Regions from separate parts of the Sus scrofa genome. Here all the other regions are linked to region 1. A link is a contact called in public Hi-C and promoter capture Hi-C data. All regions are on one chromosome and are shown on one strand. The core of a region is the stretch at or near the end of the contact, and the rest is flanking DNA. Distances in the headings are between cores, read along the strand shown. Region 1 holds the start of ZRANB2 (zinc finger RANBP2-type containing 2). Region 2 holds the start of SRSF11 (serine and arginine rich splicing factor 11). Region 3 holds the start of ANKRD13C (ankyrin repeat domain-containing protein 13C). Region 4 holds the start of CTH (cystathionine gamma-lyase).

Region 1 (6,819 bases), core at 1,083-3,582:
GAGGATAAGAAACTCCAATCTTTCACTTCTTAACTATGTGATCCTGCTATGTCACTTAGGATCTGTGTCTCAGGTCCTCGTATTAGCACATTATCATTAATTATAATGAAATCCCCTTACAAAGCCTAAGTGAGATATAAGTCCACTTGAACAATTACTGATGAGGCACGAGGGAGTTCAAAAAAACTTTAAAGAAACTTGTAACTCTCAGAATAGAAAACAAGATTATACAAAATTTGGTTAAGAATTTAAAAAAATACAAAATCATAAGGGTCGACCAAGGGTGGGGGAGATAGGTAAGCCAGAGATGGCTTCATGGATCTTAATAAAACACTCTCCCGTTAGAAGTAGTAAGTGGAATGGTAAGAATCAAAGGAAGATAGGCTGAATGACTAAAAATAAACAGGTTCAATAATCAAAAGGAAAGTGAGTTCTGGTGTATTTATTAAACCTCTGAAACCTAGTGAAAAACTACAACCAATAATCTCAACACAAATGGAGTAACACAATATCACTTTATGCTAATATTCAACAATTAAAAACAAATTTATTGCGTTCACTAATATGGCTTTCATAGTGCATCCACATATGGGTAATAGCATGCTAAATGCTCTGAATAACATGTAAAGCTTACATTTTAAAGAACTAATTACCTTTTTTTGAGATGTTACATTGGAATGAAACAAAGTGAGATAAACAAGGGAATGAACACTAAACCGAAACACTCCAATTAATTTTTAAATTGTTTTTCCCTTTAAAGAATATCCTGTATGACTCCAATAAGCATTGAAAATATTCTGAAATTTTTTTTCTGGATTTATACATGTTGAAAGAATTACTCTTTTATATGTATGTAACTGAATTGAAGTGCACTCTCCTAGAAAAACCTACTTCAAATATTTGAGTATGTTATTAACGACACTGTCAAAAGCACATTTCTACAAGTGACCAACAAGTCAGCTGTTGTTTGTTCTATCTGAATCTGTTATAGACTTGAGACCCTGCAAGTCACCCTAATTTTTATGCAATTGAGAACTATCAATTTATCATGTACAAAAATATGTATTTTAACTATTTAAAACGTCAATAGAAAACAAATGCTGGGTAAATATGGACTTTTTCTCCTCTGACATTTGATTCTAAAACTACTATCTGTAACTATTGATTAATCAGTATTTGATACATTTCATCGATCTCCACACACAATCTAGGCTGTATCATGTATTCTTTGTAAGGGAGCTATTCCACACTAGGTTTTAAATTTAACCTACTTAGCGTACATGGTCTATAAGTAATAGGACTAGAATTAAACTCAGGTTTATGTGCTTCAAAGTTTTTACTCTTTACTACCATGAACTCCATATGCTATCCGTGGCTAGTTTAGGGACAAGAAGTCAAAGGTTTTTATTGGAACATGAGTTGTGGATTCAATTTTTTGGACAATTACCTTCCACAATAATTTCCATAAATCTCTAATATGTATATACCTATTTCAGCACCCGTCAATAAAATCTAATAGCAGTATAATAGCGCACACTGGCTTCAGGAGAGCCACGAAAAACACGTGTTTCTCCGAAGCAGGCATTCTCCCGGACTGAGCAGGCAAAAACAGAGGCCTCAGGTGTTTCGGTTCTAACTAGTCGAAAGGTTCTTCTTGTGGGGAAATTAAAGGTCAACAAAGAAAAAATTGGAATTTCCCCCAACCAAAGGAGGACAGTGTTGGGCAGAGAAGGGAGAATATAAACAGTACAGACACAAAGTTTTGCTAAAGAAACAAAACAAACAACAACAAAATGAGTTCAAGGAAACAACGCTTTCCGCGATCTAGAGTCAAGTTCTGCAGGGAAAAGTCACGTGAGCGAGATCTGATACCGAGGTGGCCACAACCGGGGAGATTTCCTTATTGCTGAAACCTGGCCGGAGGCGGGGGTGGGGTGTGGGGCAAAGGGAGGGCTGTCTCGCCCTCCAAAACGATGGGCTGTCTTGGAGAGATATACTCGAGGAAACGCTGGAGACATAGTCAAAACAAAGGCTCCCGAAAGACCTCATCGTGAGGAGACTAAGATCCTCCTTCCCGCCCGGAGTCGGCAGTTCGCCACCTCCACCCGGTTTGAGGCACCAGAGATCGTAGATACGTAAAATGCCCAAACGACCTGAGAAAGCCTCCATCTACCAACCTCACTCCAATTCGGGACCCTTCATGAACTCACTTTTTGTCAGGGCAAATCCAGTCACCGTCACTGACTCGGAAATTCTTGGTCGACATCTTGAACGCCGCCACCACAGCCACCCGCAGCTACGTCTTCACTGGAGGAAGGGGCCGGGGACTTTTGGCACTCCGGGGCTGTCTCCGCGTCGCCGGACTCCGGCCCACCACTGCGACAGGGTTTGATAGTGAGATCACTTAGCCAGAATTGAGTTTGAACGTTATTGTCCAGATAAAGATGCCTGTGCGAGTTTTTCCTGGCCGAAAGAGTTGCAATACAACTGTATTCTCTAGAGCTAAACTAACAGGCGCTACGGGGACAGCCCAGGCGGGAGGGCTTCGTGGCACTACAGGCCTCGGAGAGCCCCCTACAGGCTGGAGGACCCAAAAGGAAAGTACTTCCGCTCAGATGGGCGGGGGAGCTAGGGGGCGGGGCGGAAGTGACGGTGAGCCTTTTGAAGCTCGAAAAGGCGGGTATCTCCGTCCACGCTAAGTTTGTGAAGTGTAGTGGGCCCTTCAAGTTTTGGGAAAAGTTTTAATAAAGGTCTGAGGGCGCTGTGCTTTCACCATGCACGTGGAATGTCGTTTAGACACCTACTGTTTTGGAGTAAGTAAGTAGGTGTAACAAAACCAGTATTATGGAACCGACCAGTGATTTTAGAACTAGGTTAATTGACAGTGTTGTTAAAATTACCTGTGGCTTTTTCCAATCTAGCCGCTGGCTTTCCTCCAGAGGTAACACTTTCCTGTATTTGGAATTTATTCCTTTGCTTTTTAAAAGTTTAGTATAAGTATGTGTTTAATTTGATAAACTATTGAGCTTTACAAGGATAGTTTATTGTTTATGTAATCATCTGCAACTTTTTTTCGCTCAACAATAGGCATTTAAATCATCCCAAATTGTTGCATATATTTGTTTGTAGCTCTCGTAACTTAATTTTACTGTTATGTACTGGGGATGTTAACTGTGTTTGACAGTTTATCCTTTGTATTTCCCAGCTTTTGTCATTAATTCGGCTACAAAAATGCAAGTTTTTTTTTTTTTTAAGAGTATACCATATATCTAGAAAGAACGATTTCAACCACTTTCTAATTATAATTGCTTTAAAGTTTTGGCGATTGTAATTCTTGGTTATCTAGGAGTTTGAAGTTGTTGATTTTTTTTTCCTTGAGAACTGGTCATATTTTTCCAGTTCTTTGTATACTGAGTAATTGTGATTTTTATCCAAGACGATTTGAATACTATGTTGCATAGACTCTGGAGAATGTAGATTTTTTTGTTTTGTTTTGTTTTAGGAGGTCATCATCAATCCAATTTGGTTCACATCTCAAGTTGAGTCTCACCTGAGGGTGCTGGTTCCCTATCAGTTCAGTTTTCAAAGGCTTTACTGTGCTGCATTGAGTCTTTTCTATACACACAACACTCAGGATTTATTTTGGAACTGGGTAATAATTTAAATTGTAGTTCAGTTCCATATCTCTTGCTACACAGCTTTTTGTCTAGCCTGCAGATGCTCAGTTCAGGTGTGAGCACAGAACTTATGCGGATTCATATGTAAAATTAGGGAGTTCCCTTCCCCAGCTCTCCTCTTTTTGATATTCCTCTTGTACACTCTGTTTTGCAGGGTGTCCTTTTCCTAGTAGAAATATGCGACTTGGAGTTTTAGCTTTGTGCCATAGCTACAGCAGCTGACCGTGACCCACACTGGAACAAAGAGGTAGGAAAAAAGAGGAAAAAACAAAACAGAAGTCTTCCTCCAAACTTTTCAGACCATAGAGGCACCCTTTCCCAGTTTCCCTGCCTGGAAAGACAGGGATTCTCTTGGTGGTGTAGCTATCCAAACCTGGGCCCTGACTGTCAGGTCAAAGCCTGGAGGGCAAAAAGGAGAAAAAAAGCAAAATATTACCCACAGACTTTAGTTCACAGAAGCTCCTTTTCTCCCTTCATCTGGCTAGAAATAGGGGGTTTTCATTTTTGCTCTCTGTTCTGCCACCACATTTTCATTAGGTGCCAGGCCTTCGGTCAAAAACACACAGGGCATTTTGCTTAGTTTTTATTCTCTTCCCTGTCTTCCTGTTTTTGTTTACTTTTTGGTCCTCAGGCATTTGCTTTTTGTATTTTATCCTGACCTTTTAGTTGTGATTAGTGGGAAAGATAGGCAGAAGTGGTCTTACTTCATTTTGGCTGGCACTGCAAGTCACGAAATACAAGTTACCACTATGCATCCATCAGAATGATCAAGATGAAAAATCAGGCGATTGTTGGAGAGACTGTCAAGCAGCTAGAATTCTTATACACTGCTAGTGGAGTGTCAAATGATTCCATGCTTTGGAAAATGTTTGTTAGGCTCTATTAAATCTGAACATATGCATACCCTATGACCCTAAAAGTCCACTGCTAAGTATATTCCCAACAGAAATGCATGTATGTTTGCTAAAGGTGTATGTAGTAATGTTCATTGCTGCACTATTCATAATAGCCCCAAACCAGAAGTTCCCAATTGCTTATGAATGGTGCCTGGGTAAATTAACTGTGATACGTTCACACAGTGGCATTCTATGTAAGACAGTGACAATAAACAAATCATAACCACAATGAAAATTATAGCTATCACTTGAAAACACAATACTGAATTGAAAAAGCCAAATACAAATTGGTACACACATGTTATATGATTCTGTTTATATGAAGTTCAAAAGCAAGCCAAACTAGGGCATGGGGGATGGGGGGGATAGTGACTGGAAGGGAACATAAGCCTTTTGGAAACCTGGTGATATTTTTCATGATCTGGGTTCTGGTTACACAGGTATCTTCATTTTATAAAAATTCATTGAAATGGGTACTTGTCTGGGCATTTAAAAAAAAATTTTAACGTGTGAATGAACACTTCAATTTTCCCATCTCACCATATCTTACCTATCCTCACTCAGTAGAGCCTTGTTAAATAGCACACCAACTTTAGGGGCAAAGGGAATGATAACAGACCCCTCTGTGACTGACCTGAGTATGAGTGGTATGTGGATACCTTTTGGCCCTCATGGTGATTGAGGTTTCTTTTAGTTGTGATGTTGAATCTGCCATAATTCTTATTAAGTTGTATTACAAAGCTGAGGGTTCTACAGTTAACTGAGGGTTTGAGGTGGCAGTGATCCTACTTCTGAGGATTACCTACATTTCTAGACTCAAAGAGAATTTTCTTAAAATACAGATAAATCAAGCACATTTTGTTCTTGTATGTTCAGACATATGCCTGAAAAAATATCTGCTATTGAGGAGTTCCCGGTGTGGCTCAGTGGTAATGAATCTGACTAGTATCCATGAGGAAGTGGGTTCACATACCAGGCTTTGCTCAGTGGGTTAAGGATCTGGCGTTGCCATGAGCTGTGGTGTGGGTCGCAGATGTGGCTCGGATCCTATGTTGCTGTGGTTATGGCATAGGCTGACAGGTTTGGATCGCATTCGACCTCTAGCCTGGGAACTTTCACATGCCACACCTGCAGCCCTAAAAGGCAAAAAAAGACCAAAAAATCTGCTATTTCCAAACAACGAAAAGTAACTTTTTATAAAGTTCCAAATCTTAAATTCAGTGCATGATTCATGATCAAAATATATTCAAATAATTTTTTTTTAGTTGACCAGAATTTTTTTAAAAGAAAAAATTTATAGAGACTGCCTTTAGGTCCTAATCACATGGGCCTTTTGCAACATGGAGCTTACTTCTCCAAAGCCTGCAGGAGAATTTCTCTACACTCTATTCCTGTTGCTGCTACTGCTGTACCGTTACTATTACTTACCATCACCACCACTGCAACTGTCATCTTATATACATAATGTAATGATGAGAGAAACAGTTCCATCACCTTTGCATTGTAGTATAACCTAATGAAAGGAGTGACATCCCATTACATTAACAGGTCCTGCCCACAGGCAAAGGGAGGTAATACAGGGCATGTAAACCAGGGGGTAGTGATCCTGGAGCCATCTTAAAAACTCTGCCTACCACAGCTTTTGGATAGACAAATGTTCCAACAGATGGTCACTACAGTTGTCACTGTCTCAGGGCATTGAAACATCCTTAAACTGACTGTCCACCTTTTCTCTTTCATTTTATGTATGTATGTATGTATGTATGTATGTATGTATGTATGCCTTTTAGGGCCACACCTGCAGCATATGGAGGTTCCCAGGCTAGGGGTCAAATCAGAGCTGCAGCTGCTGGCCTACACTACAGCCACAGCAATGCAGGATTTGAGCGCGTCTGAAACCTATACCGCAGCTCATAGCAACACTGGATCCTTTAACCCACTGCATGATGCCAAGGATCCAATCCACATCTTCATGGATACTGACCAGGTTCATAACAAACTGAGCCACAACGGGAACTCTATCTTTCACATTTTTAAAAGAATCAATAGAGTTTATAATAGTGCTTGGGATGTGTGTGAATATCTATAGACCTGCAAATCTCACATACGCCAAATATATATCTCTAAGAAGTTTTTGTCAAACAGATTTTTTTTTACAATTTAAAATAAATGTGCTGAAAGAAATGTCGAGAAGTTGTTAAGCATTGTTTACCTAGTACGCTTTACGATTTGACATTCCTGGAAAT
Region 2 (6,819 bases), core at 1,332-3,831, 740 kb before region 1:
GACCAAAAAAAAAAAAAAAAAAAAAAAAAGGCTATTGAGGAATTCTCTTGTGCTGTAGTATTGTCACTGCAGCAGCTCAGGTCACTGCTGTGACTCAGGTTCAGTCCCTGACCTGGGAACTTCCACATACTGTGGGCTTGGCCAAAACAAAACAAATAAAAGGCTTTTGAATGTTGTACTAAGAACTTTACACTGAATCTTGTGGGCTGTGGAGTCATTAAATATGAATGACACAATAAGAACTTTGTTTTGGAAAGATAATTCTTGGTCATAACACTGATTTAGAGGGTGAGATTTAAAACAGGAAATCTGGAAAAACCACAAGAGCCAATTTTTACTGTGTATTTTATTTACCAGGCACTTTATATTATCTCATTTAAACCTCAGTAAGTCCTATTATTACACCACATTGTAAATGAGAAAGCACAAGGAGAGAAGCATCTCAAAGTTACATGAGCAAAGATATGGAGATAAGAAAGATGGCCCCACAGTTAATTATGAACTATAAATAATTCACAATTACAGCAGCTTGACTATTAAAGGCTGAGTGACAAGAGATGAAGTTGAAGTCTACAATTAGATAAAGAAAAACCTTTTATATTATGGTAACAAAGATTCCTTTTTGATATATAAGCTACAAAAACCATGTGCCTCTCTTATTTATATCTTTTGTCTCCTATGAAATACTCTACCTTCAACATCATTTCCTAGGATTACAATAATGACCTAAATGGCCTTGATTCCTATCATCATAGAGTTAACAGTCAAAACTTATTTGCTGCCTGAAATGTTAACAGACTAAACCATCTGGGTCCAATCATTAAGTACATCCCGGCACACACATAGTATTTAAGAATATTAGTTTATTTACTTATTCCTTCTAATAAGAACCGACTAAGTACCAAGTATTCTCTGAGTACTAGGGACACAACAATGAACAAAACAAAGCTCCTTGACCACATGGAACTAATAGTGCAGTGGAGGGCAGAGAAGACAATAAGTAAATAATATAAATTCTGATAGTGATAAATACTATTACAAAGCAGGTTAGAGAATACAATGTTAGCAATGTTATTTAGATAGAGTAGTTAGGAAGGGCCTATCTGAGCAGACTCCTGCAGGAAGCAAAGGAGTGAATCCTAGTCAGGTATTAAGTAAAAAGTTCCAGGCTTTGGGAAAATCAAGTGTATCTGCACATCTGTCATTTTAAAATATTTGTGTTCCCAGTGATTAAAACCTTTTCTAGGAGTTCCCTTCGTGGCTCAGCGGTTAAAGAACCTGACTAGTAACCATGAGGAATTGGGTTCAATCCCTGGCCTTGTTCAGTGGGTTAAGGATCCCGCATTACTGTGGCTGTGGCACAGGCCAGCAGCTGTAGATCCATTCGACTGCTAGCCTTGGAACCTCCATATGCCGCGGGTGGGGGCCTAAAAAGCAAAAAACAAAAACAAAAAAAATCCTTTCTAGATAGCAGAGATTTCTGTCATATATCCTTTCATTTACATGGTTAATTCTATACACGGCACAATAAAAAAGTAATCATTAGAAGGAAAGGAAAGGTTTTAATCCCACATAGCCTAAAACCTGAATATACGTAGAGGAAAACATTACAGGAGGAATGCCATATTCTCTTTCCCCCCTTCCCACTCTCTCCCTTACAGAACAGAAAATCAGAAGAGCAGCTGGCTATTATTCATTCATGGTATCCAGATTTGTGCTTATCTTCACTAGATTTTTCAGGATACACCAAATTCACTCTGTATGGCATCTATTTGATCCTCAATTTAGGAAATATGCTCATTACTCCTTGTAGGAGTTGCACACAGAAAAGGGTCTTGACAAGGAACAGTAGCATTCACTCTAAGTTCACAAGTTCATAAATGCTGTATTTTATATAGAGAATTTTAGCGTTGGTAAGTGCCCTAAGCGACTAAATTAAGATAAACAGAGCACCAAAGAAACAAATCATTTGCCTGTCATTTGATTCCTAATTCAGTCGCGTTTATCCCATAAAATGTGAGAATCCCAGAAAGAACCCAGTTTAAATTCTGACCATATTCCCAGCACAATCCCTGCAACAGACATATCTGGAGCGAAAAGCAGGAACCGAACAGGCTATGCGAAAAGCAGGAACCGAACCAGTGGAAATGTGATTAGTGCCGGATTTCGAGGACAGAGATCCTGGCTAAGCGTCTGGGGAAAAGATGGCCAAAGCCAGGCCAGAGAGAGGAAAGGGAGGATACGTGGGGCAAACGACTTTCTGCCAGGCTCCCAAATCGGGTCTTCCATTTGGATCTTACCTTCACTGAGGTTGCGGCCCGACAGGTTTAACTGGCCGCTCTTCCTTGCCGCCTTTAGTAGTCCCTGGGGTACTGAGGCAGCGCAGTCTCTCCTCTCATTTCGGAAACCCGCTCGGGGATCCCGCCCAGCTACTCCCTTCAGCCGCGACATGTTCAAACCCCGAAATCCAGAAGCAAAGCCCCGCCCGTGACGCTTAAAGGTGGCGCCGCTGGGCTGCCCCGCCCCTGCCGGGAGCGCGCGCTCCGTGCGCCGGGCCTTCGCTCTCGGCGGCGCGGTTCTGATGTCGTCATCGCGAGCGCCTGAGGCAGGAGGACAGAGGAGCCCTTCCCGTTGCCGGTGCCGGCCTTGTGTCTTGGAATTACTTTGCTCAAGTAAGTGCGTTTAACGGGCTGAAGAAGGGGTTTGAGTTTATCTTGTGCACTGTTACTGCACCTCCAACCTTCTCTTCTGCGCTCCCGCCTCGGCGAGGGGTCAGGAAAGGATAACCTTCTCTTCTCCCCTCGCCTGGCCGGACGTGGGCCTTGACTAAAACTTGAGACCTGGGCGCGGTCTGTAGTCTCTGGACCCCTGCCTGTGTTTGTCGCTGGTGGTGCTGGCCAAACCTCCTTTCCGCGTAGAAAGTAAAACCAGTTTCTTTTCTTCGGGCCTATACTCTGGCTTCTAGAATTAGTGCACCTTTGCCCGTTGTCGTATGGAGTTTATGGCCAGCATACGAGATAGTTTGAAATGGAAGAGTCGGCAACAGAAAAGGGGAGGGAAAGCTTCATAATGAATGTTCTCTATACCGGGCGGTTTAGGAAGACAAGTGGAAGCTCGAGCTTCAGTGTAGCGAAAAAAGCTTGGACTTCGGAGCACAAGAGAAACGAGTTCGAATCCCAGCTGCTTTTGTAGCTTACACGCTGTATAAAGTTTACTTGACAACTTGTAAAGCTGTCTTTTTTCTTCAATTTAGGGATGATCATGCCTATCTAATTTTTTTAAAAATAATTAGGTGAAGATAAAAATATTGAACTTAAAATATTGAGCATTTTGTGAAGAAAGGGACTCCCTCTAATTCAAAATAGAACATGAAAAATTTTGTTCAAAAGTCCCTTGTCTTGGAAAGTGTCTGAAATGTACAAGTTTAACGAGTCATTCAATAAGTAATTAATAACTAGTCACCTTTAGTATTGTCCAGGGTGCTACACTTTTCTTTCTCCTGAAGTGATTTTGTTTTGAAAACAACAGCAGGAAATAGCCTCCTAAGCCCCTGTCAACTCGACTGGGATCGTTAGGGTTTAAAAGGTAAGACGACAGCCCATTGACAAATTCACACACACAGTTTTGCTTGAGTCCAGGTGTTTGCCAACCATAACATTTCGTGTTTAAACTATCTTCCCCCCCCCCGCTTGATTTTTTTTTTTTTTCCCCTTAATTCTGTGGAGTTCTTTGCATTGAAAGGGAACAGAAAAGTATCAGGAATTACACTACCAAGCAAGCAAAGAGTGCGTTTTAAAGCAAGGACCATAGCAGTTTTTGTAGGGTCACCAGTAAACACCACCGCTACCCTAAGTTTGTCTTTACAGTAATCATTGTAGTTATTGAGCCCTCAGTGTCAGGCTCAGTGCTGACAATACCTTACTATCTGATATTTAGCACAATGACCAGAAGGAATTGCAGCTGCGAGGAATTTAAAAACTTGCCAAAGTTCAAATTTCTACGTGGGTATGACCAGGCATTTGAACCTGGATATCTCTAAAACCTTTCTTATTAATCATTATGATTTGCCTAATTGCTTTTATTTCATCATTTACAACTTGCTTTTGTCCTAGAACCATTTTAAGGGACACTTCAATTATGTTTTAAAAGATACTTATTTATTAGAGAAAACTATTTTTCTCTGTTGCAGGATGTTAACAGCCTACCTTTGGAGGATTAACTGTTGAAGTATAAAATTTTACAGTAGCCACCTCTCCCCCCTACAATAGATTCTTTTTTAGTGCAATGTTCTTGAAAAATTAGAGGCAAGGTGTAGTTTTTGATTTATTGTACTTGAAGTGAAATATTACATTATTGACATTTAATTATTATATTGAAATATTGTTGCATTTTGTATGAGAAACATATCCTGATTAATGGCAGAGTAATTCTGAAAAGTCCAAGTGACTGTACACTTGTGGTAAACTTCAATAGATATAAAATAATGTGTGTAAAATTTTTACTAGAATATATCTATAATACACTGTGTATTGTACCTGTGTAGCAAGTACGGATTGAGCAGTTTCGGTGAAATTATTATTTCATGGACTCAGGAAAATTATGTGTTTTATTTTAAATTGATGGAAGTTGAAAGCTTATCAATTGAGGTTTTTTATGAGAAAGTGTAATTGTATATAGTTATATTCATGGGAATTAGCACTTTGTATCATTTGTATTACTTTGGAAAGAATGCTTAAAACAAAAAATCCAACTTTTTTTCAACATGAGCATGTAAGCTAAAGTATTTGCTTTTATTTATTTATTTATTTGTATTAAAGTATAGTTGGTTTACAGTGTTGTGCCAATTTCTGTTGTACAGCAAAGTGACACATTCATACATATATATATTTATATATAATTTTTTTCTTTTTTTTTTAATATCATTTTCCATCACAGGTCCGTATGTTTTTGAATCAGTACCACTATCCCGGGAGATTAGATATAGTTCCCTGTGCTATACTGTAGGACAGTATTGTCTATCCATTCTAAATGTAGTAGTTTGCATTTGTTAACCTCAAACTCCTAGCCAATCCCACTCCTTCACCCCTCCCTCGGCAACAAGTCTATTCTCCATGTCTTCAAGTCAGTTTCTGTTTTGTAGATAGGTTCATTTGTGCAGTATTTTAGTTTCCACATATAAGTGTTATCATATGGTATTTGTCCTTCTCTTTCTGACTTCACTTAGTATGAGAATCTCTAGTTGCATCCATGCTGCCGTGATGGCATTATTTCATTCTTTTTTATGGCTGAGTAGTATTCCATTGTGTATATGTACCACATCTTCTTAATTCAGTCATCTGTCAATGGACATTTAGGCTGTATCCATGTCTCGTCTATTGTGAATAGTGCTGCAGTGAACATACGGGTGCAGATATCTTTTTGAATTGTAGTTTTGTCCAGATATATGCCCAAGAGGGGATTGTTAGATCATATGGTAGTTCTACATTTAGTTTTCTGAGGAAACTCTATATTGTTTTCCATAGTGGTTGTACCAATTTACATTCCTACCAGCAGTGTAGGAGGGTTCCCTATTCTCCACACCCTCTCCAGTGTTTGTTATTTGTAGACTTATTAATGATGGCCATTCTTACTGGTGTGAGGTGGTACCTCATTGTAGTTTTGATTTGCATTTCTCTAATAATTAGTGATGTTGAGCATTTTTTCATGTGCCTGCTGGCTATCTATATGTCTTCTTTGGAAAAAATGTCTGTTTAGGTCTTCTGCCTATTTTTAGATCAGGTTCCTTGTTTTTTAGATGTTTGAACCACATGAGTTATTTTGTATATTTTGGTGATTAGGCCCTTGTCAGTTGCATAGTTTGTGGCTATTTTCCTCCCATTCCATAGGTTATCTTTTCATTTTTCTTATGGTTTTCTTTGCTATACAAAAGCTTGTAAGTTTGATTAGGTCCCATTTGTTTATTTGTATTGCTTTGGGAGACTGAGCTAAGAAAACATTTGTACGAGTTGATGTCAGAATGTTTTGCCTCTGTTCTCTTCTAGGAGTTTTATGGTGTCATGTCTTATGTTCAAGTCTTTAAGCCATTTTGAGTTTAATTGTGTGCATGGTGTGAGGCTGTGTTCCGGTTTTATTGGTCTACATGCAGCTGTCCAGTTTTCCTAGCACCACTTGCTAAAGAGACTTCTTCCCATTTTATGTTCTTGCCTCCTTTGTCTAAGGTTAATTGACATTAAGTGTCTGGGTTTATATCTGGGCCTGCTTTTATGTTCTGTTGGTCCGTATGTCTGTTTTTGAATCAGTACCACACTGTCTTGATTACTGTAGCTTTGTAATATTGTCTCTTGCGGGAGTTATGCCTCCTGCTTCATTTTTTTCCCCTCAGGATTGCTTTGGCAATTCTGGGTCTTTTATGGTTCCATATCAATTTTTGTATTACTCTTGTTCTGTGGAGAATGTAATGGGTAATTTGATAGGGATTGCATTAAATCGGTAGATTGCTTTGGGCAGTATGGCCATTTTAGCAATTCTTCCAATCCAGGAGCATGGCATATCTTTCCATTTCTTTGAGTCCTCTTTAATTTCCTTTATTAATGTTTTATAGTTCTCAGCATATAAGTCCTTCACCTCCTTAGATTTATTCCTAGGTATTTTATTTTGGGGGGTATGATTTTAAAAGGTATTGGGTTTTTTATATTTCTTTTTAAATATTTCCTTGTTAGTAAACAGAAATGCAGCCAATTTCTGAATGTTAATCGTGTGTCCTGCTACTTTGCTGAATTCTTTTATCAGATGGAGTAGTTTTTGTGTGGAGTCTTTAGG
Region 3 (6,819 bases), core at 1,364-3,863, 590 kb before region 1:
AGTACTAGTACAAAATAACAAATGACACTATATTTTGTCATGTAGGATATGATAAAGTTACTATGAGAAATCACACTACTATTTTTAGTCACAGGTCGTCAAGATGAAACATTACTGCTAGCAATTATCTGTGTAAAACAAGGGGAAAACTAAAAGCTCTACTTCAACAAAATCCTAGCTACTCAGAAGTCACCTTACTTGCTCTAAATATCAAATACCAACAAATTTGCACTGTGGCTTTCAGAAATCAAAGCATTTTCAGAGTGTAAACACTTTTTATCAAAGTTTCCTAAAAGAAAAAAAAAAAAAAGAAAGAAAGAAAAGAAACAGACTACCTGGTGGCATATAGAAATTACAACCAGTTGCAGTCAGGTTGGGATTTGAACCTGAATAATGAGGGAGGTGGGAATTTACATGCTGAAAATTCAAGCACCCAAGGAGAGAGGAGGGTAGAAAAAGGAAAGATAAAGTTCCCAAAAGAAAGGATGAAGCCCAGGCTGAATGAAAGGCAACCTAAAATTTCTTATAGTCAAGGACCAACACACTGAAGCCATGTCCCAAATATAAATCAATAGCCATCATCAAAAAGTCTACAAACAATAATTCTGGAAAGGCTGTGGAGAAAAAGGAAGCCTCCTACACTGTTGATGGGAATGTAAATTGGTGAAACCATTATGAGGACAGTTATGGAGGGTCCTTAAAAAACTAAATATAGACTGACTGTATGTCCAGCAATCCCACTCGTGGTCATATACACAGAGAAAACTATAATTCAAAAAGATACACACATACCAATGTTCACTGCAGCACAATTTACAATAGCCAAGACATGGACACAACCTAAACATCCATCCACAGAAGAATGTACAAAGATGTGGTACAGATATACAGTGGAATACTATTCAGCCATCAAAAAGAATGAAATAATCCCATTTGCAGCAACATGGATGGACAAAGATTATCGTACCGAGTGAAGTCTGACAGAGAAAGACAAATATCACAGGATTATCACTTATATGTGAAATCTAATAAAAAATGATACAAAAAACTTATTTATAAAACAGAAACAAACTCACAGTTTTCAAAACCAATCTTATGGTTACCAAAGGTGAAACTGTTGGGAGGAGGGAGGAATTGGGTGGGTGGAAATAGCATATACACACTACTGTATAAAACAAATGATTAACAAGAACCTATTGTATAGGAAAGGAAAAGCTACTCAATAGTTTGCAATAACCTATATGGGGAAAATAACAGATATATTTATATGTATAACTGATTCACTTTGCTGTACACCTGAAACTAATACAACATTGTAAGTCAACTATACACCAGTAAATTAAAAAAAAAAAAAAAAAAGATAAACAGTTTCTCACAGTTTGAAGTAGGCAAGAAGAGACATTCCTTTGCACCACAAGAACCAATCCCCGAGACCACTGGCATGTTATTACTGAACCGGTCATGATTTACGGGCATTTGGCTCGGATCATGGGCAAAGGAGAGGAAAGAAGGTTCTGTTGGAGAGAAGCCTACGATTTCAGAACCCTGGGGAGATCCAACCTAGGCTCTGGGAAGGAAAGGTGGAGAGGGGCGAGCACTCCTCACCGTGATTATCTTTCTGCCCGATATTGTGCGTGCGGATGAGAGAGGACAGTCTCCTCACATCCCCCTTGAAGACGCACTCGTGCACCGGGTAGTGTGCGGGGCAACTGCCTCTATCTGCGACAACAGCAATGGAGTTGGTGCCGGCTAAAAGAGCCGGGGACTGGGAGGTGGTAGTCACGGAGGAATTGTGCAGCGGCAGGGCCGGGGCGCTGGGGGGATTGGAGGAGGCCGAAGCTGTCTTCAGTTGTAGTCGGTGGTGATGGTTACTGAAGATCTTATGACAGGCTCTGCTGCCTTTGCCGCCGCCACCTGTGCCAATCCTGCCTCCGGTAAGGGTTCCGCCGAGGGCAGCCGCCGCTTCCTCATCCCCGGGCTCCAGCAAGTCCCCCTCTTCTTTGCTGGGCTTGTGGTCCCTCCGCAGTGAGCGGATCTTCTCCCCAGTCATCGCCGCCGAGGGCAGAGAGGGGATCCAGGAGGCTCACCGCTGGCGACGAAGCTGGCGCTGCGGTGGCACAAGGCGATTAGAGCGGTGGCCAGGAGCCTCCAGCGCAGCATGAACTCCCAGAGCGCCCCCGAGCCCGGGACAAACGCATCTCCCGGAGCAAGAGCCGGCTCTCGCCTAGGCACGAAGGGACGCGCGTTCGCTGGGGGGAGCTAGAGCTCAGGTGCCCACCACGCCAGGATGCCAGTCCCCACCGACGCAGCCGCCGCCACTGCCTCACACCGAAAATCGGGGCACGGCCATCTTCCTCCGGCTTCTCTCGCGAGAACTCCCCCGGGAGGGACGTGGGAGGAAACACCGCGATAAGTGAGCTGCCGGCTCCCTCCCTCGCGCGTTCTATTCCCAGAGTTGCTGAATGCTGGCGCCTTCCGGGCAATGTGTCTCCGTCTCAAACGAGAGTGTGAACTAGAAGACCGAGCCCTAGACCTCCCAGTGGACGCGCTTCTTGTGAACTGTCTGAACCCTTAGTCAGCGTTTGAGATACTCAGTGCACATTGTAAACGACGACTCTAGGCCTCCCGCAAAGGGTTACAGACTGACGCCGAGGCACGCGGGATATGATGTCACTGAAGTTCACAGGACACTCGTGTGGTGAACATTTGCTAAACATTTACTTCATACCATGCATTGAATTAGGAGACTTATAAAACTTCACCTTTGACTCAAGGGGCTCATTAGAGGAGGAAAGATACAGGCAGTCGAGTACAAAATATAACTTAAAATGAAATCGGTATAGTGCTGGGTGGCACCAAAAAAAAAAAAAAAAAAGGCAAATTTTAGTGTTGGAGTGTCCGAAAAAGCACCACCGAACAGTTTAGGGGCTGACCTTGGAAAACAGGCTGTTCAGCAGACTGGGAAAGGGGAGGTCACTTAAATATTTGTTGGGTGAATGAATTGCAGGCAGACGTCAGAGTTAAAGCAATGGGGAGTGGACGCTGAAGGATGGCAAACAATATTTGTGTAACTGGAATATCACTGGACTAGTTCATGGCCAACCTCGACCTAGTGCCAAATTTGAAAGAACGTAAATCTGACCACAACACCTTGACAAAATAACTAAGGCTGTGGGGAACCAAAGGGGAGGGGAGTTAGGAAAGTCCTAAAGACCTTAAACCTGTTTATCTCTCCAAAGTCCCATTTACTCTGACAACTGCTTCTCTCAAATCTCTTCTTTTTTTTTTTTTTTTTTTTTTTTTTTTTTTGCTTTTTAGGACAGCACTCGGAGCATATGGAGGTTCCCAGAGGAGGGGTCAAATCCAAGCTACAGCTGCAGGCCTACACCACAGCCACGCAGGATCTGAGCCACATCTGCGACCTACACCACAACTCACTGCAACCAGATCCTTAAAGCAGTGCGTCCTCACCGACGTTAGTCAGATTTGTTAACCGCTGAGCCAGGGTGGGAACTCCTCAAATCTTTCCTAAACCAACTTTATCAACACTTTCATTACATGGCCAACCCACCTCCCGCCAAAAATAACTCTGTGGGAATTGTCCTCTCTCTTTCCCTGCCACTCAGTTTTCACCTCCCATCTTCTTTCAGATCTATTCAAATCAGAATCATTTTTCCCTTCTTACTTTTCTTTCTTTGGGGTAGGGGGAATGAAGTGTCGAGGGTTGTTCCAATTATGTTCAAGCATTTTGCCGGCAATCTGCACCTCAAGGATCCTTCTACGCAGAAAGCAAGCAAGACTGAACACAAATATACAAAACTATTGTATTCTTCCACAATAGCCAGTATTTATTGTTAACTCTAAACCAGACTGTAGGTTTGGCACTTTATATGCTATTTCCTTATGATAAGTATTATTTTTAATCTTGCTTTGACAGTTGAAAAAATTTGCCCAGTGCATCAAAGTAGGAATGTAGCACCTGTCAAGTCTAACTGCAGGGCTAGAGAAACAGAAAGGGGTCAGGTCATGCAGGATTTTCTATGTCATCTCAAAAGTTCAGACATTATCCTACAAGAAATGGATAGACTTTTAGGGAATATTAAAAAGGGGAATAGAAAAAAAAGAAAAAGTAGGGGAATAGCATGATGCAGTTTGCCTTTTAGAAAAAAGTCACCCACTCATTCATACTTTAGAAAAGTATATATCAAGAATAGACATTGAGCATCTGGAGTTCCCATCTTGGCTCAGTGGTTAACGAATCCGACTAGGAACCATGAGGTTGTGGGTTTGATCCCTGGCCTTGCTCAGTGGGTTAAGGATCTGGCGTTGCCATGAGCTGTGGTGTAGGTTGCAGACGTGGCTCGGATCCAGTGTTGCTGTGGCTGTGGTGTAGGCCAGTGGCTACAGCTCCAATTAGACCCCTAGCCTGGGAACCTCCATATGCCGCAGGTGCGGCCCTAGAAAAGAAAAAAGAAGAATAGATTACATGAGTTCCTGCTATGGTGTGGTTAGTTAAGAATCTGACTGCATCGGCTTTGGTCACTGTCGAGGCACATGTTCAATCTTCGGCCCTGCACAGTGGGTTAAAGGATCTGCTATTGCCACAGCTGTGGCATAGGTCACAGCTGCAGCTCAGTTTCCGTCCCTGGCCCCGAAACTTCCATACGCCACTGGTATGGCCATATAAAAAAGATTAAAAAAAATATATTAAGTGGGCTACTCTAGAGACAAGAAAACTGAGAGACTGCATAAATCAAATAAAAATGTGTGTTAACATATGCATGTAAAAGTTGGATAGAATCTATGTCACACGGGGAATAGCACTTATCTCTGGAAGATAGGATTGCTAATTCACATATTCCTTGCATTGCCTGAAGTACCTTTTACAAAAAGAAAGTATCACTTTTTATCAGAAAAAAAATAAGTAATGTTTAAAAGAAGTATGTAGTAATTCAGGTAGCAAGAGATTATGAATGCATAAACCAAGTTAGTAAGAGTGAGGCTGGGAGTTCCCTTATGGCACAGCAGGTTAAGAATCCAGCATTGTCACTGCTGTAGCTCTGGTTGCTGCTGTGGTGTGGCTTTCATCCCTGACCTGGCAACAAGTTGTGGGTGAGGCCAAAAGAAAAAAATGAGGCTGGAGAAAGTTTGAGTGTAAAAAAACTAGTTCAATTTTGGCATATTGAATTGAAGGCTTTTGTTGTCCACCCATAGAACATATATACATGCAAATGTATATATTATATATGTACATATAATATATATATATTGCTTTTTATGGCTACACCTATGTCATATAGAAGTTCCCAGAAGGAGTTAAATGGGAGCTGCAGCTGGCGGCCACAGCCAAAGCAACACCAGATATGAGCTACATCTGCCACCTGTACCACAGCTCATGGCAATGTCGGATCCTTAACCCACTGAATGAGGCCAAGGATCAAACCTGCATCCTCACAGATACTAGTCATGTTCGCTACGACTGTGCCACAACAAGAACTCCTGGACGGCATATATTTTTGACATTTGGAACCGAACCTTAGGAAACAGAAATCTGGGCTAAAATTCAGGAGTTATCATTACATAGTAATTGATGCCACAGAAGTAATAGAACCCCCCAAGAAAGATTGTGTGGAGTGAGAGGTTAACATCCAGTCTATAACAAAACCTTGAAAACACATGCGCACACACATATAACACACATACATAAACACACATTGGAGTTCCCTTCATGGCGCAGCAGAAATGAATCCAAATAGGAACCATGAAGTTACAGGTTCGAACCTTGTCCTTGCTCAGTAGGTTAAGGATCTGGCATTGCCATGAACTGTGGTGTAGGCCGCAGATGTGGCTCGCATTTGGCGTTGCTGTGGCTCTGGCATAGGCTGACAGCTACAGCTCTGATTAGACTCCTGGCCTGGGAACCTCCATACACCATAGGTGCAGCCCTAAAAAGCAGTAAATAAATAAATAAATATGAAACACACAGATAATTTAACACATATATATAAAACGCAATTTAAAGCGCGCGCGCGCGCGCACACACACACACACACACACATATATGTGATGAGTACAGGAAGAATAGCCAGAACCATATTAATATCAAAAACTTAATACCAAATAGTCTTCCAATATATCTGTTTTATCACTGGATCCAGAATCTAAAAGTACCTTATTAGTGGCTGCCCCCCATGGACAGATGTGGAAACTCCTCAGGGTCCCCTCAGTAAAATCAAACACTATAGACATCAAAAATAATATCCTCGGGAGTTGCCGTTGTGGCTCAGTGGTTAACGAATCCGACTAGGAACCATGAGGTTGCGGATTCGGTCCCTGGCCTCGCTCAGTGGGTTAATGATCCGGCGTTGCCATGAGCTGTGGTGTAGGTTGCAGACACGGCTCGGATCCCACGTTGCTGTGGCTCTGGCGTAGGCTGGCGGCTACAGCTCCGATTCAGCCCCTAGCCTGGGAACCTCCATATGCCGTGGGAGCGGCCCAAGAAATGGCAAAAAGACAAAATAAATAAATAAATAAATAAATGGGAAGGGAAAATAATAATAATAATAATAATATCCAGTCTTTACTTTTAACAGCTCCATAGTGTAATAGGGAAAAATGATGTAGAAATATGTTTATAATATCTTGTGAAAAATACAAGAATTGTAATTATATGAGATCCTGATATTATTTAGAAGTTATAATTTTATCAGGAGGGAAGATAAGTTGAGTGATCAGAAAATCTTTCTAGAGGAAGTAAAGAATGTATATGAGTTGGCCGATTGAGCAAGGGGAAAAAGATATTATAATATTATATAATAA
Region 4 (6,819 bases), core at 2,559-5,058, 560 kb before region 1:
AAAAAAAAAAAAAAAAAGTTTTTCCTAAATAACTTGCTTAACTGCCATTTAATTTAATTAATTAATTAATTAATTTTTAATTTTTGTCCATGTCCTATAGAAGTTCCCCATCCAAACAGTTGAAGGCCTGGAGTTCCCACTGTGGCACAGCAGCTTAAGGACCTGGCAGTGTATCTACAGTGGCTCCAGCCACTTTTTTTAAAATTACTCAACGAATTTTATTACATTTATAGTTGTACAATGATCATCACAATCCAGCCGCTTCTAAGTCACTGGTTCAATACCTGACCCAGCATGGTGGGTTAAGGATCCAGTGTTGCCACAGCTGTGGTATAGGTCACAGCTGCAATTCAGATTTGATCCCTGGCCTGGGAACTTCTGGCCAAAAAACCCTCAAAGCAAAAACCAAAACACAGTTGAAGGCCTGAATAGAACAAAAAACTGATCTTGCCCAGAATAAGAGAGAATTCTTCCTGTCTAATGGTCTTTGAGCTGGGACTTGAGTCTGTTCCTACCTTAGGCAATTCAAAATGAAATACTGTTTCTTCCTGGATCTTGAGCCTCCTGGCCTTAGGACTAAATCTATATCAGCCAACTCATTACAATAACACTCTTTCCCTTTTCCTTTTTCTTCTTTTTCTCTGTCTCTTGCTCCTATTGGTTCTTTCTCTGGAGAACCCTAATATAGTATACCAGTATGCTCTTAAATACTTTATTTTATTTATATTTTGGCTTTACCCACAGCATGTGTAAGTTCCTGGGCCAGGGATCAAACCTGTGCCATATCAGTGATCCAAACCACAGCACTGACAACACTGGATCCTTAACCACTGAGCCACCAGGGAAATCCTTAACTGCTCTTTTAAAATCGGTATTGGTGGAGTTCCTGCTGTGGCACAATGGGATTGACAGCCACTTGGGAGCGCTGGGACACAGGTTCTATCCCTGGCCTCAGCATTGTTGCACCTGTGGCTTAGGTCACAACTGTGGCTTGGACCAGATACCTGGTCTGGGAACTCCATATTCTGCAGGGCAGCCTAAAAGAAAAAAAAAAAAATCAGGATTGCTGGTATTATTTTTATTATTAAAAGTTAGCAAAGCAATGTCTTAAATAAAACTACTTAAAATTGGCACCACACAAAAAAAGTTAACATATACCTATGGTATAAAACTTGAACACAAAAGCAAATAAAATGTAAAGAAAGTTATCCTTCTACTGCAGAGTTATGGTTTTTACAACTAGAATGAATTTTATACACATTAAATCATATATGTCTGTCTAAAAATAATGTGATATGGAGTCCCCTGGTGGCCTACTGGTTAAGCATTTGGCGTTGTCATTGCTTTGGCTTCTCTGCTTACTCTACCCATCACAGAATTGTACCAAAAACAGACTAACTACGCATTTCCCCCTTATCTTGCTATTAAAAATAGCCAAATTTGGTATAAAGAGCATCTTTAGTTGTCTTCACACACACATAAGAATATATTTGGAGAATAAATTCCTACAAGTTGCTAAGTCATAGGAGTCTATGATGCATAATACTAGTAACATTTTCTCAATTTATGAGAGTGAAAAAGCCTTGATTTAGAGCATTTATATTGGTGTCATTTCTAAAGAATCTCTTTTCATGGTAATGCTAAAAAAAATCCATATGTACCCAATTCAGTGCTTGTTAACAAATATTAGGAGGTAAACTAATTAGGACTGTTTTAGGCCCTCCTGGTCCCTAAGCATCATATCTCATAAAAGCATACCATGTAAAACTGTATATAACTCTTTTTTTTTTTTTTGTCTTTTTTGTCTTTTTTTTTGTTGTTGTTGTTGTTGCTATTTCTTGGGCCGCGGCTCCCGCGGCATATGGAGGTTCCCAGGCTAGGGGTTGAATCGGAGCTGTAGCCACCAGCCTACGCCAGAGTCACAGCAACGCGGGATCCAAGCCGAGTCTGCAACCTACACCACAGCTCACGGCAACGCCGGATCGTTAACCCACTGAGCAAGGGCAGGGACCGAACCTGCAACCTCATGGTTCCTAGTCGGATTCGTTAACCACTGCGCCACGACGGGAACTCCTTTTTTTTTTTTTTTTTTTTGTCTTTTTTGTCTTTTTTTGTTGTTGTTGTTGTTGCTATTTCTTGTAAACTGTATATAACTCTTGAGATGAGTTGCAGTTGATCTATTTTTAACAGAAAAATATTAATTAAATATACCTTAATATCTATCAGTGTTTTGGAGTCCATCCATTTTTTCCCCCAGGGCTAAACATTTTGTAAGGTCTCTAAAATCTTGCAGATCCTTAGGCACTGCTCGCTATGTCCTGGTAGTTAATTTGAAAAGCAAATTGCCCCAGTCCTTTCAGCAAAAATTTAAGAGCTCTATATTCTCTTCTTTCTTAATCAGCTTAATAAAGGTTCAGATATTTAGCTAATACTTTGCAGGAACAGAAGTATTCCTAAATTCCCTAGTCCTAAAAAATAATCACAATAGTAAATAGGTCAAGTCTGTATTGTTTAGGGAACAAAGAGATTTTTGTTGTTTGTATTAAAGTGATGCTTGTGAGAGTAGGGTTCTGGTTGCAGGTGAGTATATTGTGATATAAGATTGCTTCTTTTTTTCCTGTAAGAATGTTCACAACGAAGGCACTTTGTGTAGGATTTGAGGCTCCAGTAAGTTTTTCAAAGCCATGCTTTGAAATATATATATATATATATATTTTGTCTTTTTGTTGTTGTTGTTGTTGTTGTCATTGTTGCTATTTCTTGGGCCGCTCCCGCGGCATATGGAGGTTCCCAGGCTAGGGGTCCAATCAGAGCTGTAGCAACCGGCCTACGCCAGAGCCACAGCAACGCGGGATCCGAGCCGCGTCTGCAACCTACACCACAGCTCACGGCAACGCCAGATCGTTAACCCACTGAGCAAGGGCAGGGATCGAACCCGCAACCTCATGGTTCCTAGTCGGATTCGTTAACCACTGCGCCACGACGGGAACTCCCTGAAAAAAAAAAAAAAAAAAAAAAAATATATATATATATATATATATATATATATATATATTTTTTTTTCCATCAGGGAGAGTTTCTCTGGGTGCTTCAAAAGAAGATAATGATGGTGGAAAAAAGCTCAAGTTTGAATAGCTCTTAGGAAGCAGACAGCTTGCTTAGAGATCTTCACTACAGTAGCTTAACTACTATTTAAGAAAAATATGACCCTCACTCTTGTTTCAGTCAACTGCAAGTACTGGGTCGTTATAAGTTCAGCGTTCCTTCAAAGGCAGGCTGCCCCTGTTAGTGAGAATCCAGGCTGCGCATTTGGCACTTTGGACCCTCGTTTTCGTTAACCAATCTCCACTGGGTCGCATGTTTCCGTCATAGCCACCCTCAGGACAAAGGGTATTGGTGATGGAGGGGAGGGGTCGGGCAACAGGAAGAGAAGGTTATTTGTGTGGTCTGTACAGGTTACTCAATTTCAATGTCTTGACAGTTTTTCTCCTCATCTCCGGCAAACCTCCGTTCTGAGGTCACACAGACGCCCGGGTGGCTCACAGGGGCCAGCCAGGCAGTTTCCTCAAGGGCCAGGACTAAGGAAATTCACCCGCAGTGACCATCACCAAAAGAACACGGACTCGGACTTCACTCCGCAGCCTGTACGAGAAAGGGCGTTGGAGGTGACCCTCCAGGCAACGCCTCCGCTGCCGGCCAATGAGGAGCTGGGACCGCCTCGGGGCCTGTGCTCATTGGGTAGCGTTGGTTCCGCCCAGAGGTGAAATCTGCCCGCTAATAAAGTCTCGGATCAGAGTTGCAGAGTCCAGCTTTTGTGCGCTCGCCGCCGCTCGCCCGGCATACTTTTACCTCTCTTTCTCCTGATTTTTCTGTGTCTTTTCAAGTGCTGACGCAATTTCTTAGTTATGTCTTCCTCGTCCTTTAACTCTGTCCTTCCTTCGAAGCTCAACATGCAGGAAAAAGACGTCTCTTCACACGGTTTCCTTCCTAGGTTCCAACATTTCGCCACGCAGGCCATCCATGCCGGCCAGGAGCCGGAGCAGTGGGCCTCCAAAGCTGTAGTGCCCCCCATCTCACTGTCCACCACGTTCAAACAAGAGGCTCCTGGACAGCACTCGGTGAGCTGGGTGTGTTTGGGGCGGTGCAGTGTTGGGCGATTAAAAAGGAGATGGCTTATAAATTTAAAAGGTACACAAGTAATTTGTAAAACGTAATTTGTGCATATCAGGAAGGATGTTTACTACCCTCTAGCAAAGCTTTGTATTGGATGGTTCAGTGATATTTCTTTTGATAAGCAGGACTGGAAGGAACAATTTGTCCAACTTGCCATGTAGATTTGGACTGATATTCACGTACTTTTTTGGCAAAGTTGCTGTTCAAAACTGTCAACTTCCTTGAGTTATCCTTAGTGACAAAAATTATGAAGTTATAATAAGGACTAAGCCAAAAGAAAATTAAGAGCCTTATAACTCACCTGGAATCAAGATCATTCCCTAAAGCTATTAATTCTCAATATTGTTCCAATAGTTATTAATAGTTATTGAGTACTTGCTGTGTGCCATATACATACTTACATGTATTATATCGTGTGTTACATATATTGCCTCAAGTAATCCTTAACAGCAGTTCTAGTATGAGCTGAGTTCTCATTTATCTCATGAAAAACCTCAGATTTAGGGATGTTTGTATCCATTTAAAGTGGTAGAACTGGGATTCCAAGACTGCTCTAGAAGCCCACCCATTCTTGGGTATTAGGCTACGCTGTGCTATACTACAATAATGCTAGCAATAATCTAACCCATTGCATCAGTGTGACTTAGTGATTAAGAGCATAAACCATGTAGTCAGAGGACCTAGTTTTGAATTCTGACACCACCTCTTCTGAGCTGGGTGATCTAGAGCAAGTTACTTATCTAAGCTTCAGGTTGATCCTGTATAAATGCGTTAATAATAGTTCCCACCACATAAATTGTTGATATGTATACTAAGCTGTATGGTACATTTTAATTGCTCAATAGTTTGGTATTTCACAGTCTGGTATTTCATATGTACACTTTACACTTTTCCCATTTGATCCTCACAACAATGAGGTCAGAGGGCAAGACAGGTAACATCCTTTTTATAGAAAAGAAACCTACCCAGAGTCATAGATGAGAGAGCCTCTGTGTTAATCAATGAGCGTTTTTCTTTTTTGGTAGCGCACTTGATGGATCTTGGAGTATTTAAAATTTGCTGAGGTTTGAAAGAAATTACAGTTGACCATTGAACAACAGGGATTTACACTGTGCAGGTTCATTTATACATGGATTTTTTTCAATAGTAAATATTGTAGGAGTTCCCGTCATGGCACAGTGGTTAACGAATCTGGCTAGGAACCAAGAGGTTGCGGGTTTGGTCCCTGCCCTTGCTCAGTGGGTTAACGATCCGGCGTTGCCGTGAGCTGTGGTGTAGGTTGCAGACATGGCTCAGATCCCATGTTGCTGTGGCTCTGGTGTAGGCCGGTGGCTATAGCTCTGATTAGACCCCTAGCCTGGGAACCTCCATATGCTGCGGGAGCAGCCCTAGAAAAGGCAAAAAGACAAAAAGACTAAAAAAAAAAAAAAAAAAAAAAAGTAAGTATTGTAATGGGAGTTCCCGTCTTGGCACAGCGGAAACAAATACGACTAGGAACCATGAGGTTGCGGGTTTGATCCCTGGCCTCGCTCAGTGGGTTAAGGATCTGGTGTTATGTGATCTGTGGTGTAGGCTGGCAGCAACAGCTCCGATTAGACCCCTAGCCTGGGAACCTCCATATGCTGCAGGTGCGGCCCTAAAAAAAAAGACAAAAGACAAAAAAAAAATTTTTGTAGTGCTGCACACACCCAAGTTTGGTTAAATCTGGGGATGCAGAACCACGGATACTGAGGGACCTCAGATATGGAGGGTCCCTTATAAATAGTACATGGATTTTTCACTATCAGAGAGTTGTGGTTGACACACCTAACCCCTGAGTCAAGTGTCAACCATAACTGAATGAAATTTGTAGATCCAAAACCTTGATTATACTTCAAACACCTCTTTAGTGTGTTATAAATTCAGGAAAATTCTTTTAGGTGTAGCCTTTTGTTTTGTGAGTTCTTTTTTTTTTTCCTTTTCTAGGGCCGCTCCCGCGGCATATGGAGGTTCCCAGGCTAGGGGTCTAATCAGAGCTGTAGCCACTGGCCTATGCCAGAGCCACAGCCACGCCAGATCCGAGCCATGTCTGTGACCTACACCACAGCTCATGGCAATGCTGGATCCTTAACCCACCGAGCAAGGCCAGGGGTCGAACCTGCAACCTCATGGTTCCTAGTCGGATTCATTAACCACTGAGCCACGACGGGAACTCCTGTGAGTTCTAAGGGCATTTCTACAACTGGTTTAGGATTCTTCTAGCTGCTGTACTTTGTAATCAAAATGTGTACACAGCCTGTCTTCCAAGCACACAGTTTCTTCCTGATGTAGGGCTTTGTGAATGTGCAGCTGTTCAAGCTTCAGCATTTTGTGCAGAAGTTAATAATTTAGCTATGATATTAACAGCTGATTGTTTTCAGAGAGCCAACGGAGTGGTAAAAATCCACAGACTCCTTTTGATGCTTTTAAAAAATCAGTTAAGAGCACTAAAGAGAATTTTTTTTTTTTGTCTTTTGTCTTTTTTTTTTAGGGCTGCACCCATGGCATGTGGAAGTTCCCAGTCTAGAGGTCGAACTGGAGCTGCAGCTGCTGGCCTATGTCAGAGCCACAGAAACTCGAGTCATGTTTGCAATCTACACCACAGCTCACAGCAATGCTGGATCCCTA

Evidence for each region. Promoter capture Hi-C pulls out the DNA fragments that hold promoters and counts their contacts. A called contact is a pair of places that touch in the nucleus more often than the background predicts.
Region 2: a promoter capture Hi-C map of liver shows a contact between it and region 1, with 14 times the contacts expected there. The contact joins the promoter of SRSF11 here to the promoter of ZRANB2 in region 1. A contact is called at or near these places in 2 of 5 promoter capture datasets (fetal liver and liver), 1 of 47 Hi-C or Micro-C datasets (liver) and 2 of 2 datasets of contacts at active chromatin or transcription factors (alveolar macrophages and skeletal muscle).
Region 3: a contact with region 1 is called in a promoter capture Hi-C map of fetal liver, with 2.4 times the contacts expected there. The contact joins the promoter of ANKRD13C here to the promoter of ZRANB2 in region 1. A contact is called at or near these places in 1 of 5 promoter capture datasets (fetal liver), 1 of 47 Hi-C or Micro-C datasets (heart right ventricle) and 1 of 2 datasets of contacts at active chromatin or transcription factors (alveolar macrophages).
Region 4: a contact with region 1 is called in a Hi-C map of skeletal muscle, with 5 times the contacts expected there. The contact joins the promoter of CTH here to the promoter of ZRANB2 in region 1. A contact is called at or near these places in 1 of 47 Hi-C or Micro-C datasets (skeletal muscle) and 1 of 2 datasets of contacts at active chromatin or transcription factors (skeletal muscle).

What each region holds. Positions count from the first base shown.
Region 1 is chr6:141,922,981-141,929,799 of Sscrofa11.1, reverse strand. ZRANB2 (zinc finger RANBP2-type containing 2) reads right to left here and starts at 2,332. Exons shown (of 10, transcript NM_001044582.1): 1 at 2,211-2,332. The coding sequence starts at 2,266. It overlaps LOC106507647 (a long non-coding RNA gene), which reads left to right and starts at 2,646. Exons shown (of 4, transcript XR_002345146.1): 1 at 2,646-2,813.
Region 2 is chr6:142,663,869-142,670,687 of Sscrofa11.1, reverse strand. It overlaps SRSF11 (serine and arginine rich splicing factor 11), which reads left to right and starts at 2,581. Exons shown (of 24, transcript NM_001044587.1): 1 at 2,581-2,672. LRRC40 (leucine-rich repeat-containing protein 40) reads right to left here and starts at 2,515. Exons shown (of 15, transcript XM_003127928.4): 1 at 2,301-2,515. The coding sequence starts at 2,451.
Region 3 is chr6:142,511,984-142,518,802 of Sscrofa11.1, reverse strand. ANKRD13C (ankyrin repeat domain-containing protein 13C) reads right to left here and starts at 2,613. Exons shown (of 13, transcript XM_003127927.5): 1 at 1,606-2,613. The coding sequence starts at 2,050.
Region 4 is chr6:142,483,341-142,490,159 of Sscrofa11.1, reverse strand. It overlaps CTH (cystathionine gamma-lyase), which reads left to right and starts at 3,808. Exons shown (of 12, transcript NM_001044585.1): 1 at 3,808-4,118. The coding sequence starts at 3,951.